Linked DNA regions of Sus scrofa: regions 1, 2 and 4 are each linked to region 3. A link is a contact called in public Hi-C and HiChIP or PLAC-seq data. All regions are on one chromosome and are shown on one strand. The core of a region is the stretch at or near the end of the contact, and the rest is flanking DNA. Distances in the headings are between cores, read along the strand shown.

Region 1 (2,966 bases), core at 210-2,709, 460 kb before region 3:
TTTTAAAAAAAGATAAAGAGGCATCTGTCATCCCCATTTTAAGTCCAAGGAAAATGGTCCTATTGTATGCCTGCCAGTTCTCGTGTCCCTTGATATTTCCCTATACTCTTACTAATTAACTGAACCTCATCAGGAAGATATTAATGATGTTTCACACACTCAAGAGAGACATAACCTCGGAATGCAAAATACTCTGCAGTCAAAAAGAGACCTATTTGATTCAAGGGGAGTTGGGGGAGAGGGGATGAGCGGGCGTTAAGGGAATACTTGGCACGAAAAGCTGCCGGCCAGAGCAGCTGCGCCCAGCTTTTAGACACTTACTGGTTTGCTAGGGTACACGTTAGACAGATGCGTTTTTAGTTTCCCCACGGTCCAGTTCAAGAAGCAGCTAATAGTCTGGTCACTGTATTTCTGATTCGGTGCTTTAATGATGAGGGTCACAGGAATCTCCATCCCATTTTGGTCCATGGTGCCCCCAAAGTCGAACAGAGTCACAAGGAGCAGCAGTTAAGCCTAAACGAGCCGAGGTGGTTACTGCCGGCGTGGCTGGGATGGGTACGGAAGCGAGTGGGTTGTTAATATCCCGTGTCCAAGTCAGTCACAAGTGCATCGGGCGATACAAAGGCCATTGCCGGCACCGAGGATGATGGACAGTGGCGGCAGCGGCGGCGGGGTCTGGGGCCCGGCCCAGGGTGCAGTTCTCCCCGCCAGGTCTAGGCTTCGCCGGGCTCCGGACTGCAGAGGGAGGCCGGGAGTAGAGAGAGAAAGCAATGAGAAGGGAAGGAGGGGTGAGGGCGCGACAACCCGAGCCCCCGCCCCGCCCCCGCCGCGACCCCCAAACTGAAACGCAACAAGGCCCCTACGCGACGGTCCCGCAACGCGGGCTGGAGAAGGGGGACGGGCCGCTTAGGGTGGTCAGGTGCGACAAGCAGGGCTACCTGTGAGATGGCCGCAAAGCCCGCCACCGCCGCCCTCTGCGCCCGGGCAGGGCCACTGGCCTCACTGTCCGGCCAAGCGTCCTCCGCTGAGGTTCTCTTCCTGCTGCTTGGCGGCGGCCACGGCCCGGCCCCGGGTCTCGCGAGGCGGCGCGGTGGCAGCGGGAGAAGTTGGCCGAAGGGCGCGGTCCGCTCTCGGCCTGACCGCTCGGTCTGAGCAGTGCTAGGCAGGGCGGCGCACCGCCAGGCGCGACCGAAGCGGCGGCAGGTGGCAGGAGGGCGGGGACTAGAGCCCAGGCGCCGGCCGCGGGCGCGCAGTTTTGTTGTTGTTATGAAGAAGGTCCGGGTTCCCTTTAAGCTGGAAGACCCAGGGCGGAAGTGCGTCATGCGCCGCCCGCAGCGGGGCGCGGTCTTCCCGGCCCTGCGGCCTGCTCTCCGCCCGCGCCGACCAGGGATACCCCGGACCGAATTCCGGGTCGCCCCGAAGCCACGCGGGCGCGTCTGAGCCCGCCAGGCCTGACCCTTCGCTCGGCTCCGCCTCCCCAGCGGCCCTCAGGCCTCGCCACTAGCGTAGGTGGCGCTAGTACATTCTGTTTTGACCAAACCCTAAAGACTTGTTAAGTGTTCCTCCACCCTTAGCGTTGTTTTTGCAAAAGTTAGTGTCCTTCCCGATGCTGAATCAAACTTCTGCTCAAAATGTCTTGTGTCGGCTGTCTGTAAAGCACTGGAGCTTTGGCGGAGCAGAGACTGTGAGACAACATTACTTAAGGAGAAGGGTTTCAGTTCAGATGCCCGGAGTCTGCTTCTACTTTCGTTTTACCCTGCCTAACCTTTCTGAGCCTCAGTTTACTTCTCTAAATGGGACAGTCATGCCTGCCTGACAGCGTGCTGCTCAATAAATGAGCTATGTAGGTAAGCCACCTGGTACAGTTCTGGCAGACTCTCAGTTCCATTTCTTTCCTTTGTCTTCTCTAAAGTTGATGAGTGTTTACTGAGCACCTACTGTGTGTTCAGTACAGTGGGAGATGAAGCGGGATGGCAGTGTTATTTTTGTTTTATGGCTTAGACAGGGAAGGCGAACTTTCTTCAGTCTACCTCCCAAAGCTGACTTACTCTCCATTTTCTGCACGAGTTTTAGGAGTCCATGCAGTAAGTTAAGTTTGTTAGACGTGCATTTTCATAGCTCCAAGCTTCCACTACAGGCGAATGCAAGCAGTTAATGTAAGGGGCTTTGGGGACCTGGTCTCTTCCCCTCTCAGCTTCACGGGGATTAGTGGAAGTTAGTGACCAGAGGAAATTCTTCCTCTCAACAGCTAATGCAACAGGATCCCTTACACCCCCTCGTTCACCTCTTTCTTTATGGTAGATCACCTACCATATCTTAACTGTACCCTCTCAATGCTCTTTTGAAATAAGAGTGAAATTCTCTATTTTTAGCATGGAATGAGAACAGCTTGCTTTGACTTGGGTTTTTGGTAGCAGACCCTGGTCTTTTTCTACCTATTGTCTAGTCATCCTAATAGAAGCTTAATACTAGCCACAAATACTTATTCAGACTCCTGTACACCTAGCAGCAGCCATTTGACGCAGTTCTAGACCACCCCACTTCTAGATGAAAGCTGGAGTTGCTGCTGGGGCTTCTAGGAAAGCTTTCAGATGAACATGTTCTGCAGACCAGAGCTCATCCTTGCCCTCCACTTGTCTTTCTTCCTGGAGGAATGTGATGCCATAAATGGGGCAGCCACAGCTCAGTCATGAAGCAACAAACAGGAGAACAAAGGCCTATGTTAAGAGGTTGGCAGAGCAGAACAATGAAAGAGGCTGGATCCTTTGTGGCATGATTGTGCCACCATATGTCCTAAGCTGTCTGTTCTAAGAATTCTTTTATGTCCAGTTCCTATTTAAACCAGAAGGTCTCCCCAACCACCACACCCACTATAAGCTCCTGTCACTTAACGCTTGTGACTCAGACTTCCAGGAATTCTTTAATGTGGTCATTTCACTTGACACTGTGAAGTATATGTTATTAGT
Region 2 (2,901 bases), core at 113-2,612, 360 kb before region 3:
TTTATTTTCAAACTTTTATTTATGGTATACCATATACATCTTCTGTGAGTTGTTTTCCCCCCTCTCAATATTATGTTAATGAACTCCAAATTAATACTAGTAGCTTCTCATTAATTTCCATTTTTACCATTCTGTGTATGTCAGTCTGTCCAATGATGTAACTTATTCATTCCTTCTCCTGTAAATGGACATTGAAATTAGCTCCTTCATGGCTCGGGGTTAAGGATCTCAGCATTGTCACTGCTGTGACTCTGGTTACAGTTTGTGGCTGTGGGGTCCATCCCCATCCCCAGAACAGCCAAAACAAACAAACAACTCCCAGATAACTACACTCCCCGACACACACACACACGCAATGCTGTTATGAACACGCTTGTGCGAGCTCATATACAATTGCTCCGTTGCATACGACAGGGAACTATAGCTAATCACTTGTGATGGAGGATAATGTGAAAAAAAAGAATGTGTATCTGTGTATAGCAGATACACAGCAGAAATTGCTGTACAGCAGAAATTAACAGAATATTATAAACTAAAAAAAAAAAATCCTCCATAACATACAGCTTAACAGGAAAGATAACTCGTGTGCATGAATTAAGACAGCGATTAATTTTTAGGAAAGTACAAAAGACCAGGGTTTGCTCTGAGCAAAGTGAGGCTACTTTTACTAGAAAGTATTTGGCGAAGGTTCCAACGACTCGGAGACATTCACTGCTAATTAACCACACACTTTAACCCTTCATTAATCTTTAACTGATAGCCAATAGTTTCACGTGTGTCCATTCATTTCCTTAACTAGATAGAGTGCGAGCGCCACGAGGACCAAACCTGCACCAACGAGCTAAGCCAACACGAATGAATGTGACCGTGGAGAATCCGCAGTGGAAGCTGCAGCAGCTGACCTCTTGGCTCTGCCAGGCCACCAGAAAGCGACAGCGCGAGGGCAATGTCGGGTTAACCAGGGCCTAATCTCAGTTTCTACTCCGAAAGTCAAACTGAGTAAACAGGTATAGATTGGGGCATAGGCACCTGCCTTTAAGGGTCTCTCTTCACTGGCACGGGCGTTGCCGCCAGGTCAGTAGCTAGGAGCCCAGGGGTGGACGCGGCCCCGCCCCAATCATAGCCTCCCGCTCTGGCCTCTTGCAGCGGCGCCTCTTTGCTTTACGCCAACTTCGTAAGGAGGCGCTAAAGCCAATCCGGCGGCTCTCCCAGCTCCAAAACCTGACGTGAAATTGTGCGGGGCTGCATTTACGGCGGCCATCTTTGATTCGGGCAAAACCACACCCTCGCGCCCAACCGGCCCCTCCCTCTCAGCGTCCCCAGGCTTTTTACCCACAAACGTAAGGCGTTAACCTTAGAGGCAGTGTTGAAGAAACACGCACAGAGGCCTGAATGTCCGTGACCCCAAAGGTGCCAAATCCCGCCAATTTTAACATGGCGGCCAAACCAGAAGAGCAAAAGAGTGCTGACGCCAATGAAGTCATGCTCGAAAAACGAGCAAGTCGGCAGGGCGCCGAGGAAGTAATCTCGCGAGATTGAAACCAGCCGCCTCTGGGCCCGGAAGCCTAGTCTGAGGGGGCGGGGGAGGGAGTCGGAGTCAGGCGAGAGCCAGTGGAGGAGTCCTCCTGCGGTCGTCTGCGTAAGCGGGGCAGCGACGCCGGGCGGCTACGCCGCGAAATCGGCGTAGGCGGCTTTGGAGAATCGGCGGGCTGCGCTGCTCCCGGGCTGGTCGCGGAGGGGGGAGGGGATGTCGGTCAGTGCGAGATCCGCTGCTGCTGAGGAGAGGAGCGTCAACAGCAGCACCATGGGTGAGTCTCAGCTTTGGGCCGTCGCGACTCGGGTCGGCGGGTCTGGACGCAGGAGGGTTCTGCGGCCGTCTGGCCGGGCGAGGGTAACGCCCTGGAGCAAGGCGGGGGGCTGCGGCGAAAGAAGGTGGGGCGGGGGCGACGAAGGGCCCGGGGCGCGGTGGCGGCGGGCCCGGGGGGAGGGGAGGCGGCGGCGGCGGTGACAGTTTGAATTGAATGTGCGGAGAGCCGAGGCGGCGGCATTTCCTGTGCCGCGGCGGGCGGGCATGGGGGGCCGGGAGACGTGAGCCGCCACACCGGACCCGCGGCCTCCGCGGACGGAGCTGCCCGAGCGGGGTCGTCTTTCCCTGGCCCGCCTGTTCTGCGGCCCTGCTTCCCCCGCTCGGCGGTCGCAGCACCCGCCGCGGAGCTCCCCTCGTGGAGGAGGGGGCCTGGAGAGGAGGGTGGGGGTGTGTGCGCGCGCCCGGGTGAGGGTGCTGTGTGGGCTGACCCGGGGAGGGCGGCGGCGGGGAGGGAGGAAGAAGGATGCACCAGGCTGAAGCTGCGGTGGAGGCGGCGGCGGCTGCAGCGGCTGAGCCGCGCTGCCTCCTCGCACCTTCTCCCCGCCTCTCGGGGCTTCCCCCCGGCCCCCGGCGCGGCCCCAAAGGCCGGTGGATGGCGGGCGAGGCTTGAGTAAGAAGGATAATGAGCCTGGTTTGGGCTAAATTTTTAGGAAAATGGTAAAAGAGTGCGCTTAGGAAGGGCGCCCTCCCCAGGAGCGGAAAGGGTGGGAAGGGTCGCTGGAAAAGGGAGGGAGTCGGAGATACGGACTGTTGATATTTAACGAAATTCATTTTTGGAAGCATTTCAGTATTCTCATTTATTCTCTTAAGAAGCCTTTTCATTTCCTTTCCTCCCCTACGCATTGGAAAAAGAACCAGGGCCATTTCATTCACATTTTCCACTCCTGAGTTCCATTTCATACTGGGTGTATTGTAGGAAATAAATGTTTTTTTCTAACACATTTCCTTTTGCTAAGTTACATTTTGAGAGGACACTGTTTCAAATCTGCGTTTTCATAGTGTAGGCAAAGAATTTGTAACGTCCAGGTGTTTGT
Region 3 (2,874 bases), core at 304-2,803:
TGGAAACTAAGAAAACAATTAAGGAGCCCACCCTGGTGAACGGCCCTTTAGGAGAATTCAGGCCCATGCATATCTGTGGCCTCTAAAGAAGACTGGAGTTCCCGTTGTGGCTCAGTGGGTTAAGAACCCAACATAGTATCCGTGAGGATGCAGGTTCAAACCCTGGCCTGGCTCAGTGGGTTAAGGATCCGGTGTTGCCGCGAGCTGTGGTGTAGGTCACAGATGTGGCTCAGATCCTGTGTTGCTGTGGCTGTGGTGTAGACATACAGCTGACGCTCCAGTTTGGCCCCTAGCCCAGGAACCTCTGTATGCCTCAGGTGTGCTGTAAAACAAAAAGAGAGAGAGGAAGAAGATGAGTTGTAAGAAACCTGGATGATTCAGTTCAAAAAGAGTTGTGTCAGAGTTCCCATCGTGGCTCAGTGGAAACAAATCTGACTACCATCCATGAGGACGCAGGTTCGATCCCTGGCCTCACTCACTGGGTTAAGAATCTGACGTTGCCATGAGCTGTGGTGTAGGGCACAGAGGCATGGCTGTGGCTGTGGCATAGGCTGGCAGCTGCAGCTCGGATTCAACCCCTAGCCTGGGAACCTCCATATGCCGAGGGTGCGGCCCTAAGAAGACAAAAGACAAAGAAAAAAAAAAGAGCTGTGTTGTCATCCCTGACATTACACAGAGCTGAGTTTATTGGTCCTTGGCACCAGCGTCTCTCCTGGTTTCGGAATTGTCTTTTCCAGTCCAAACTTTATAGGCTTGCATCCCCGTGAAAAAAGCTCTACGTGGGAACCTTCTGCCTCCATCTTTCTTAATATCCGTTTTCCGTGATATTCAGTAAATGTAGCATCTTTCTCTTCTTTCTTTTCAAAAATACCCTGCACTTTAAATCTGAGGTTTTTCTCGTCTCTCTGTCACCATTTATTCCACACGTGTGGATCGAGGGTCTGCCAGGCAGCAGGCTCTGCTCCAGGCATGGGGGGCTTTTCTGTTCTCGCTCTTTGTTAAGAGCCCTGGGTTTGAGAGCTGCCTGGGGGATGTGAGCAAACCCTTCCACCTCTCAGGGCCTGATACCCTGCGAGGGCTCAGCAGAGGGTCATGAGCCCTGGCCACGTGTAACTTGTCAGTAGTAATATTCTCTAGTTGGCTTTCCTGTGGGAAGTTGGCACTGATTTCTCAAGACAGCTTGGTTGGGCTTGCCCTGCTCTGGGTGCCAAGGTAGCTGTGATCTAGCAGGAGGGATTACATCTCTGTGGGTCACACTGTGACTGCGGAAAAGGCTTCTGTCCCTCGCGCCCCCTGGAGGAGGCGGTCACGGGCAGGGCACGAGTGCCCTCTGCTGGTAGCTTTGTGTTATTTCCCTTTCAATTTCTTTCTCCAGCCATTATTACTGAAGCACATTTGCATCAAGGAAAAAGATTTGCTGAGGGTCTCAGATGCATTTGGCCCTCGTTTATGAACTGCTTTCCTTAAAGCTTCCCTTGAAGGGTGTGACAAGAATGCCGTTCCCTGCGGTAACCTGGCTCCACTGAAGGGAACCTCGAGACAGGAAGTGACGGTCCAGTTGGGCCGTCAGTGGGAATCCCAGGGAATGTAGCTAGGCCATCTGGCCTTCCTGAATGATCTACTCACTTTGGAAAAGACTTCACAACTATCTCACTTACTCTAGTAAATCAAACTCTGACAGAAATGTTGAAATACTTTAAAAAGAAAAGCTTTCCACTTTGTCTGAGTCTCCTCGGGCCACCATGACAAAATGCCACAGACTGGGTGGCTTCGACAACAGACACTTGCTTTCTCACAGTTCCAGAGGCTGGAAGGTCCATGATCAAGGTGTGGGCGGGGTTGGTTTCTTCTCCTTGACTTGTAGAGGCCGACTTCTCCCTGCATCTCCATGAGGTCTCCTCTGTGCTCCTTAAGTGTTTGTTGAGCTTTTGTTAAATATCTAAGTGTGACTTTTAAGCCTTCTATGCTGTGAGATTTGGAACCCATGATCCAGAACAACAGTGATCTCTGCATCACATCTCCAGATGTGTCACTGACCTACCCTTAAAGTTGCAGGGAAGAGGCGGGGTTTTGCGCAAGGAATTTGGAAAAATTGGGAGAATAACTTTGGGGAGTCAAATGAGAGTCCTCCTCCCGCTCAAAGGAGCTGTGATCAGTGTTGGTTTATTTCACCTCATTCATTCCTGACTTTCTTTCTTCTACTTCCAGGAGAAAAAGATGTGATCGTCTTAGGGGATTTCGGCCAGGGGCCAGACAGCAGTGACTACGACATCTTGAGGAAGGAGAAATTCCACCCCCTGATCCCCGCGCACACCTTCACCAACATCAGCACCAAGAATCCTCAAGGCTCGAAGACGCTGGACAACATCTGGATCAGTAAAAGCTTAAAGAAGGTTTTCACAGGTAAAGCATAAGTGCTGTTCAGAAACCAGTAAGAGACACCCGTCTGAACTGATGCTTTCAGATCATTTGGTCTGAATAAAAGCCACAAGCGAATTTCCCTCCTCTGTGGGCCTCTTTTGGGGTTAACTTTTAGGTGGCTGTATTCAAACAGAGCCACTTTAAGAGTGAAGGAGGGTGTGAAAAATAATGAAAGGCACTCACTGATCTGCAGCGGGGGAAGGCAAGTGTGTCCTGGACAGACCTCGTTCTGAGCTGAGACAGTTTGCACAGGCAGACAGGATGGCTGGGGGGGTCTTGTCGGGGAGCCCACCCCACCGCTGCCGGCTGGCCTATGACCTCCCAGCCCCCAGCCTGACCTCTGGGTCCCTCTCCCCTCTGCCTCCAGGTCACTGGGCTGTCGTGAGAGAAGGCCTCACGAACCCTTGGATTCCAGACAACTGGTCCTGGGGCGGAGTGGCTTCGGAACACTGC
Region 4 (2,901 bases), core at 206-2,705, 430 kb before region 3:
TAGGAAGTAGATGGCCAAACTGGCAGAGGCTGCTGGGCCTGATCAGGCACCAAGAATGACAGAGAGACTGGCACAGGTGAGTGGCAGTTACTGGACAGGACAGACCAGATTGAACAGTACTATAGCTGAGGCCATGTGGGCATTGACTCAGGGAAGTTGAGGCACTTATGAAAAAAGTAGACAGACCCAGTAGGTAAGCCAAAGTAGTGAGTGGTCAGGATGAACAGAGACAGGGCAGGCCAGATGGCTCTTACTCTGTGTCCAACCTTCCAGCTTCCATCAAATAACCAAATTAAAATAAATCAATTTAAGCCAAGGTCAATTTTAAATTCTATGTTTTGCTGGTAAAACAGAATCATTAACTATATCAATAATGTCTGTCCTAAACCCATTATGAAATGGGAGCAATTGTATTCTTTATTATTGGTCTGGATATGTTCAACAAAAAAAGAAAGGATGAAGGCAAAACCATGCAACTATTTTTTTTTAAAACTGATGCACATTAATAAGATCTAGGGAATCTTGAAGAGATTTAATTGATAGTGTTGAGATTTATATAATTTTATGTTGTAAATTCATTTTCGAGGAATAATTTACTTCAACTAGTCACATTTTTATCTTCCACTAAATTGTAAATTTAATTTAATGAAAATAACTACTATTTAAATACTAACATAGTCCTTTTCTTTATATAAAACATAAAAGAGGAGTTCCCATTGTGGCTTATTGGTAACAACCCTGATTATTATCTGGCCTCAGGTTCAATCCCTGGTTTCGTTCAGTGGGTTAAGTATTTGGCGTTGCCATGAGCTGCAGTATAAGCTGAAGTTGGGGCTCTAATCTGGCATCGCTGTGGCTGTGGCGAAGCCCGGCAACCCCTAGCCTGGGAACTTCCATTTGTTGTGCACATGCGGCCCTAAAAAGCAAAAAAAAAAAAAGAGAGAGAAAGAGAGATTGTTTATGTATGTATACATATATGTGTCAAGACTGAAAATGAAACTCGGGTTCAAGACTTTAGCTAAGCACAGATAATTGACAAACTCACGAGTTAGAACTTACAAAATTCCATTGTGAAGTTGACTAACTTGTTAGTGTAAATAAGACTATCAGCATATAAAAAAAGGTAACCCTGTCTCAGTTGTAGCTATAGATTGCAAATCTTGTGTTCGTTCACATGTTTGCCAATAGATCTAAAGACTTTACTGAAAGCAGAAAATAATTAGAATGAAAACGGAAGTGTAAATACAATCCTAGTTGATTAATATGCTCATTGTACTTCTTTCTTATGATACTAGCAAATATTCCGTTTTTAAGTTGATCTGTGATACATTCAGCAGTATCATGGGAGCATAATTTTTTTAAATGGTTTGTCCAAAGTTTCTATCAATCCCTCCTAGCAACAGAACTAAGTGTTAGTTATTGCTGCCTGAGTTACAACAGCTGCCCTGGTAAGCTTGTCCAAATGGCGAATTAAATGCTATTCACAGTAATATCTGGTCTTTCCCACCCCCAAACATACACAGAAGATTTTTGTCATTCCTCACATTGGGCAATAGAAGTAACTCTAAAGGCAAAACGTCCTTCCACCTGTTTTATGCAGTAAGACAGACTCCAAGTGCGAGGTGGTGAAGGGCTGTTTCCTTGAATGGCAGCTGAATGTGCCAGCAGGATCTTTGGCAGCAACACCCGGGCACTGAAGCTGGGCATTCAGGAGAACTACATGGAGAAAAGAAACTTGAGCACACTGCTTCCTGGAACACTGAGAACCTGAATGGGAAATTAAGAAGCACCAGATTCTCTCTAGCCTTACACCAGCCAAGGTCAGATTTCCAAGCTCCTATTTATTCTAATCATTCCCCCCAAAGTGCTATTGCAATTGATGAAATAATGAAAATGCCCTCTTTTCCTTTTAGAAAATAGTGTTATTTACTGCTGTATTATGCTCCTGCTTGAAAAAATTTTTCCCATCCTGAAGTAACAGCTTCTTACCACAAATCAAGTAAGACCATGGTGAAGAGGTTGAAGGGAGACAAGGACTTACTCTGCATCTCAAAGGGCAGCTCCCTGGGAGAGGGTGCTGGATAGGCCAGCTTGCTTGTTGACCATCTTGCTAACAGAAAGCTGGGGCTAAAGTCTGACCTCTGCCAATTTGGCAGACACATATCTCCTCACTCAGCAGGACACCTAAGCAGGGACAAACTTAGGCAGGAGTAACTGCCACAGTAGAGCACTTATTGCCAGGAAAGAGGGTAAATCCATAGCAAAAGACCCAGGGCAAGTCACGGGCTTTTATTAAATGGGTGCTATCTGCCTGGCGCCCTCTGGAACCCAGTTTCAAACCTAAAACCTAGCAGTTTAGGAGAATAATAACCACCATCTGAGGGGGCAGGGGAGAATTTCTTTAGCAATTTTTTTTTTTTTTTTTTTTTAGCAATTTTCAGTTTTGCAGGAAGCTTTAAGGAATCGTTTACTCAAAAGCCTCAAGGATGATTTTAGTTAGAAAAAAAAAAAAAAAAAAGCTTGACTCCTTGGTTTCCTCTTGGGAAGATAAATTCATTATTATTTAACAAATGTGTTTGCTTATAAACAAATTCTTTCAAAACAGGATTCTGTCGGGGAAACTCACATTAAAAGGAGTTTTTCCATGAGGAAGAGATTAGAAAATCCTGTCCTGGCAAAAATTCTTAGGGGATAATTTTTAAAATTGTTTTCATAAAATTTGCAGTGGCTAACTTCCCGTTAAACTCTGTATCTAATTCAATCAAAGTACTAATGACTTTAGAAGATTGTTGGAGGAGTGGCTGTGGGAAATTCCAGAGCTGCTGCTGCCTGCAGAGACTTCTTTACTGACTGTCTCAGATCCCAGACAATGCCTTATTTGCCAGAGCTGCAAGGAAATGG

The links. Hi-C and Micro-C count contacts between places; a contact is called where the count stands out from the background. HiChIP or PLAC-seq counts read pairs in DNA pulled down with a chosen protein or histone mark.
Region 1: an H3K27ac HiChIP or PLAC-seq map of alveolar macrophages shows a contact between it and region 3. The contact joins the promoter of HERPUD2 here to the enhancer-like site in region 3. A contact is called at or near these places in 5 of 5 promoter capture datasets (fetal liver, fetal skeletal muscle, liver and 1 more), 8 of 47 Hi-C or Micro-C datasets (epiblast stem cells, fetal skeletal muscle, liver and 4 more) and 2 of 2 datasets of contacts at active chromatin or transcription factors (alveolar macrophages and skeletal muscle).
Region 2: an H3K27ac HiChIP or PLAC-seq map of alveolar macrophages shows a contact between it and region 3. The contact joins the promoter of SEPT7 here to the enhancer-like site in region 3. A contact is called at or near these places in 7 of 47 Hi-C or Micro-C datasets (brain, embryonic fibroblasts, heart right ventricle and 4 more) and 2 of 2 datasets of contacts at active chromatin or transcription factors (alveolar macrophages and skeletal muscle).
Region 4: a Hi-C map of subcutaneous adipose tissue shows a contact between it and region 3, with 4 times the contacts expected there. The contact joins two enhancer-like sites. A contact is called at or near these places in 24 of 47 Hi-C or Micro-C datasets (adipocytes, adipose tissue, alveolar macrophages and 16 more) and 2 of 2 datasets of contacts at active chromatin or transcription factors (alveolar macrophages and skeletal muscle).

What each region holds. Positions count from the first base shown.
Region 1 is chr18:38,283,013-38,285,978 of Sscrofa11.1, reverse strand. It overlaps HERPUD2 (homocysteine-responsive endoplasmic reticulum-resident ubiquitin-like domain member 2 protein), which reads right to left and starts at 1,459. Exons shown (of 9, transcript XM_021078631.1): 1 at 939-1,459; 2 at 322-735. The coding sequence starts at 468. LOC102161969 (a long non-coding RNA gene) reads left to right here and starts at 1,537. Exons shown (of 5, transcript XR_002340256.1): 1 at 1,537-1,847.
Region 2 is chr18:38,181,815-38,184,715 of Sscrofa11.1, reverse strand. SEPT7 (septin-7) reads left to right here and starts at 1,362. Exons shown (of 14, transcript XM_003360171.5): 1 at 1,362-1,808. The coding sequence starts at 1,748.
Region 3 is chr18:37,825,035-37,827,908 of Sscrofa11.1, reverse strand. EEPD1 (endonuclease/exonuclease/phosphatase family domain-containing protein 1) reads left to right here. Exons shown (of 8, transcript XM_013985720.2): 7 at 2,209-2,403; 8 at 2,789-2,874. Among named protein-coding and RNA genes, the nearest start is that of KIAA0895, 110 kb to the right of the region's middle. Within about 2 kb of position 1,553, at least 20 of the 83 cell types and tissues checked have an H3K27ac peak or open chromatin away from gene starts, as enhancers often do. A contact at or near this core is called in alveolar macrophages, fetal skeletal muscle, mesenteric adipose tissue and 3 more, where this site is marked.
Region 4 is chr18:38,257,550-38,260,450 of Sscrofa11.1, reverse strand. All of the region lies in intron 2 of LOC102161969 (a long non-coding RNA gene), which reads left to right. Among named protein-coding and RNA genes, the nearest start is that of HERPUD2, 26 kb to the left of the region's middle. Within about 2 kb of position 1,455, at least 27 of the 83 cell types and tissues checked have an H3K27ac peak or open chromatin away from gene starts, as enhancers often do. A contact at or near this core is called in retroperitoneal adipose tissue, skeletal muscle and subcutaneous adipose tissue, where this site is marked.